2 separate regions of the Hordeum vulgare genome follow, and region 2 is linked to region 1. A link is a contact called in public Hi-C data. All regions are on one chromosome and are shown on one strand. The core of a region is the stretch at or near the end of the contact, and the rest is flanking DNA. Distances in the headings are between cores, read along the strand shown. Region 1 holds the start of LOC123425830 (putative cysteine-rich receptor-like protein kinase 20). Region 2 has its middle 140 kb from the start of LOC123429911.

The links. A called contact is a pair of places that touch in the nucleus more often than the background predicts.
Region 2: a Hi-C map of leaf shows a contact between it and region 1, with 5 times the contacts expected there. The contact joins the enhancer-like site here to the promoter of LOC123425830 in region 1. A contact is called at or near these places in 2 of 6 Hi-C or Micro-C datasets (leaf and seedling).

What each region holds. Positions count from the first base shown.
Region 1 is chr2H:200,468,968-200,471,927 of MorexV3_pseudomolecules_assembly, reverse strand. LOC123425830 (putative cysteine-rich receptor-like protein kinase 20) reads left to right here and starts at 1,437. Exons shown (of 7, transcript XM_045109567.1): 1 at 1,437-2,409. The coding sequence starts at 1,740. It overlaps LOC123425831 (cysteine-rich receptor-like protein kinase 6), which reads left to right. Exons shown (of 8, transcript XM_045109569.1): 8 at 1-225. The coding sequence ends at 34. The region is part of intron 1 of LOC123425832 (a long non-coding RNA gene); the gene reads right to left.
Region 2 is chr2H:201,003,572-201,006,531 of MorexV3_pseudomolecules_assembly, reverse strand. No RefSeq gene overlaps it. Among protein-coding and RNA genes, the nearest start is that of LOC123429911, 140 kb to the right of the region's middle. Within about 2 kb of position 1,506, at least 1 of the 3 cell types and tissues checked has open chromatin away from gene starts, as enhancers often do. A contact at or near this core is called in leaf, where this site is marked.

The sequences.
Region 1 (2,960 bases), core at 188-2,687:
TGATATAACCCTCACCACTACTGATGGTAGATAAATGGTCATTTATTTCATTTGCAGGGTGTGTGCCTACTGTTTTTGGATGTTCTTCTTGTGTTGACTAGTTAACTAGACAGGGCATTGTTTGTATTCCATTAGTGGCTCAGAACTTCACCCATTTGTCCTATTCCTGCATATGTAACAAGATTTTCCATCATATGCAATATTCATAATTTGGGACTACAAGAATATACATATCTGTTTCGAAACTACATGGCACTGGAACCAGCACATGACCTGCTAGCTGCTGGGCAGATCAACAAAACCGCCCTACTATCTACCGTCAGATCGTCCTTTGAGATTCAAATATTTCATGTATCTGCACTGTGCAACATTGTAGTCACTGTGATGAACCAATTCATATTTAGTTTGTAAAAATCCATTATAGAGAAGGTATTCTATACTCCCGATACTCCCAACTCTAGAAATCTCATTCCAAAAATATTTTAAAAATTCAACAAAAAATGACAATATAGACAAATTTATGTATAGATCATATAGCAAAACAAATTAAATTGATGGATTCGAAACACACGTCTAGAAACAAAAATGAAAAATATTGATGTGTAATATTTTTTTGGAAAGTCAAACCTTTTAAATTTTATCAATTTTATAGAAAAATTATATCAAAATCCATAATATCAAATCGGTGTTTTTAGATTCAGCATGAAATGAATTTCCATACTTATTTTGTTTAATATTGTGGATGTCGATATTCTTGCTGTAAACTTGGTTAAAGTTGAAGAAATATGACTTTCCAAAAACCCAATACCCGTATTTTGGAACTGATGGAATATTTAGTTTGGCGGGTGAGTGAGATGTTAGCGTGTTTTATTTTTATTTATAGTGCGGTGATTTGGTGGGCCTTTCATGGTGTGATTCAGTGTTATCCGCTAACCAACCTATATTTATGTGGGGAAATTTTAGTGTCGGTGGTTGCATGTACTCTATTGGTGCTACAATATCACATGATGGCGCTTCTTTTTTCTAGGTGGTGGGAGGGTGCGCCATGATTGATATGTTTTTATAGGGCAGTTGTTGCTGATTGTTTTGAAATATCATTGGCCCGATTAAAATCGTAAACCAAATTCAAAATTGAATATCTCAATTGAATGAAAGAGCTTCAAAATTAGGGAATGAATTAAAAAAATGAATGGCAGAGCTTGACAAATTGTTGACCCGGTCAAAATCGGATGATCCAATTCTAAATTGAATACCTCAATTAATTGTGAGACCTTAAAATTTGGAACCATTGTGTATGGTATAAAAGAATTGAATAAGAGAGCTTTGAGAAATTGTTGACCCGATCAAAATCGGGTAACCTAATTCTAATTAAAGAACTCAACTGAATGTAGACTCTTTAAAACAAGGGAACTTAGTGTTATAGAGGATGACAACACCTGTCTGTGTAAATAAAGTCCAGTGCTTAGACTTGGACCAAATTGGAGGTCAAAACCCCAGTCCAGTGCCATGTTTCTCTGCCCTATTTTGCAGGATATGGTGACGGTCACCATCAGTCATCCTGTCAATTTTAAGAGAAATTTCTAACTTAGACCAGTCTGGTCCCAAAGGTCATTTTCGTAAGAACCTTCAACATGTTTACCTCTTGTACACAAAGAGAAGATGTTATTTGCCACTTATTCATTACAGTTTCATGAGTACTTCCACAACGCCGATAGATCACAGACCATTTTCTGAAGTAAATGAGGAGGATGCTACGACTATCTCTCTTAGTTCTCTTCCTCTCCTTCTCGGCTTCGTCGGAAGGTCAGGCACTCTGCAGCGACAACAATGGCGGCATGTACATGCCAAACAGCACCTACAAATCCAATCTTATATCCCTCGCCAAACTACTGTTTGCCAACGCCACAGAGAAGCACTCAGCTACTGGCACGGCTGGCATAGGACCAGACAAGGTCTATGGTGCAGTGCTTTGTCGGGGTGATTCTGATGGCTCCGACTGTCAGAAGCGCCTAACAAAGGCCCTTGATGAAGCAATCAACAGCAAAGCTGGCAACTCTTACTCCCTCCAGAGCAACAATGTGACCTACTACTACGACCAATACCAGGCACAGATAAGCTTCTCCAACCAGGACTTTCTTTCCAACTTCAGCAACATGACCGGGTGCACCGTGAATACTAACCTGAATTCTGTGAGGGCCACTGTAGCCGCCGGGCGTTATGAAGACCTTGTCACCAAGCTGATACATGCGCTTGCTGATGTTGTGGTGAGCCGAGCAGAAAAATATGCAGTCGGCAAAGTGTGGTTTGAGGAGACAGGACAGACGGTGTATGGGTTGGCGCAGTGCATACGGGATATGCCATATGAGCGTTGTGCGGCATGCCTGGATCGCATAATCCCTGACATGCAGAGTAAGATCATTGCTGGCCAGATGGGGGCAGCATTTCTTGGGTTGTGGTGCACATTGCATTATGAGACGGACACACAATTCTTTAACGATACTAAGATGCTGTCGCTCAATGCGCTCCCAAGAAGTATGTTTTCTTGAATGGCTCCAAATTGCATAACATATTTATTCGCTTCATTTTACCATTCAAGTACAACAGAAGAAAATAACTTAGTCTTAAGTATTTTCATTAATAATTTTGGCTTTGAGCCTCATTATCTTGTCTAAGAGGGCATAGATTTGAAACAAGGGGATGTTTGGAAGGATGAGGATTTATGGCCCTCGGGTGCCACACACACCCCTATATGAATATAGCATTAAAAGAAGTATCAGGAAAATTTTAAAAAATCTGGAATTTTGGGATATCAAACCTGGGTGCCCATTGTACACCCATGTTCAGTTTCGTGGGGAATGAGTGCCCGTGGTAACCTGTAAACAAAATAAATTCCTATGTATGCAAAAACTATTTGGATGGATAATATGTTGGACCGTATTTCCTTCGCCACGAATACCATG
Region 2 (2,960 bases), core at 257-2,756, 530 kb before region 1:
TATATTAGCAGGATGATGTCAAATTTAGTTTGAAAGCACAGCAATTTTCTGGAAAAAAAAACTGAGGTGGATTTGCCTTATTCGCCAACTAAACTTGTCATCCTCGCCAAACATAATTTGCCATGAAAAATGTTTGATTTCCATGCCTAAAAATCTGAAGTTCGCTGGATTTGCGGTTCCTATTTCTAACAGTGGTGTTGTGTATGGCTTGTAGAATTACTCTGGAATCAAAAGTGCTCTGCGGGTTGAATCTGGCTTGGTATTCTTTGTGGCATTCTGGTCCCTTAAATACAAACCTTGCCTTCATCTTCAAGTTCATGACAATTCATCTATTCCAAAAGGCTACTCTCCATTCAAAACCATTCTAGCAATAGAAAACATGTCACCAAAGAGAAATAAGTATCTTCATTTGAGAGCCATAAATCACCTTGATCAAACATAGCTCCCTATTTAGAGGCTCCCTAAGTCTACAAGTACACCTTGTTCGTATTGGGGACCAGTTCCGGTAGGGTCTTCAATTCCTTATTCTTCCTGCTATTCTGTTCTTAGCTGCATTTGAACAAATGTGGTTCAAACTACTGCTGAATAAACAAACACCTATCAAGACCATAAATAAATAAAAACTAGAGAAAACACAAGCTGATGAGCAAACAATCAAATGCAGTTCTCAACTACAAGAGCTAAAAGTATGATATACAAGTTCAAAGAATGCACCCTACCTTAAAGCACTACTATTATATAGCTAGAAAGAACTACAGGACATTCACTACCTTAGATAGTACTCCCTCCGTTTCTAAATATAAGACCTTCTAGAGATTACACTATGGACTATATACGAAGCAAAATGAGTGAACGTACACTCTAAAATAAGTCTATATACATCAATGTATAGTCCATATAGAAATCTCTAGAAGGTCTTATATTTGGGAAAGGAGGGAGTACTACCTCTGTTCCTAAATATAAAAGGTTTTGTCAGTTCAGTTTACGCTACGAAAACATCTTATATTTAGGAACGGAGTGATATCATAGTAGGCATCCCATGTAATACAACCACATGACTTTGTGAGCCTTAGAGAAAGTGCCAAATGCTTGCCCATCATCTATCTAATGCAAACACTATTTTAACACATGTGATGGCTTGCCAAGTTATTGTTGATTGCTCAATCACACATCCAAATTGACAGTATATATGATTATTATTTTTCCCAACCATTCTGGCGTGTTCCTTGAAATTCTAGATCTTTTTTCAGGCGTGTTCCTTGAAATTCTAGATCTTTTTTCAGTTGTGACAGTATTCTGAAGAGCACCGACCATGTAGGTGATGCTGGTCTCCTATTTTCTCCAGAGCTTCTGCATCCATAAATATCAAATATTTTGCAGAACATGAAATAGCTCTGAAAGTTGGAGTTCCTGTTATGCTTTTAAGAAATATATGAACGAGCCACTAGGTATTTGTAACGAAAAACGTTTGTTGGTAGTAAGGATTGGAGAGAGACTATTTGAGGGTGACGTTATCACCGGTAGCAATAAAGCTCAGCGAGTTTGTGTCCATAGGATTGTTCTGAATGCTCCAAGCACCAAATGTCTGTTTACCTTGCGTCGTTGTCAGATTCCTGTCCAACTTTGCTATAGTAGGACAATAAATAAAAGTCAAGGGCAGACACTTTCAGAGTTATGTGTTTATCTTCCTAAGACTGTTTTCTCATGGTACTTCTAGCCAAGGATTGAAGTTTCTTATCAAGGATGATCACGGAGATAAAGCAGATGTGACTCAGAATATTTTATACAAGGAGATCATCAATGCACTCTAACTGAATGACTATTTTTTAGGTACTGCAGCAATTGATTTCTATCAGCTTTGCTCTTTTTATTATTTCTATACTAACTGGACAATTTGGATGTTGCTAGGTAATTGTTCAAGTTACGAAAATACCTTAGCCTCGATCCACCCGCATAACACTTAGTGAATCAATGAATGGTAACCCAAAGAATCAAGGTGAAAGTAACTTGGCGAAATTCGGTGCATCCTCAAGAGCGCATTAGTCATTATAAGAAACACCTTCGACTGGTTCTTAGCAAAATGAAGGATTGGGCCACTTGCTGCTCTCTATTACTTGCGTTACTTGTTACCTTATTACTATTTATGTTGCTATCAAACTGTCAAAACTTTTCTTCTACTACCTTTTTAATGTTCAATAATAAGGTGTATTCTTTGATGATTTCTCTGTGTATTCGCTTTAAGTGGTGACTGTGAAGCTCAAAGTCCATAGGGTGTGGTCTATGAAGATCTTGGTGCAATGTTCATTTCGTAATTCCTCGAGTGTACACACAAGTGTTCATCCGTTTTATTTGTCTTTGACTGAGTCCATTTAAAGCTTCAGGAAACAGGAGCTGTCTTTCACTCTGACTAATTTTAGGGTCTGATACAGAACCATGTCTGATACAAAATTAGAAAAGTAGAATTATTTACCTGATTAACAAAGGCTTAAAAGGAATGCCATTCCCGCTCGGTATAACATGAAAGTACGGATCATCGTTATCTAAATTTAAATCTAGAACATCACCCTCTTGCATAGCATAATCTTTCACCAGTCTTTATCAGCCTGACCCATAAAATATACTTCTGTGCTTATTGTGACTGAATTTGATTTCATAAGATGGTCCTCCATTGGCAGAGAAAACTTCTTCCACTGAATCTTTAGCTATGATAACATTCCTCATGAGCTTGCTCACTAAAGTAGCAGTTTTCTGTCTAGCGTCACAAGGAACACGCTGTAAATAAATTTACTGAATTTTCCTATATCAACATGCTAGAATGAATAAAAATCGAGCAGTAGTGTATAGAATACCGACAATGTCAAGAAACGTCTTATAACAAGTACTCCCTTTGTTGTCCACGTCCAGAGCTTCGTTGCATCCTCGCACCGGCCGCCTTGGCTAATCCTAGCCGTCGCCTAAAA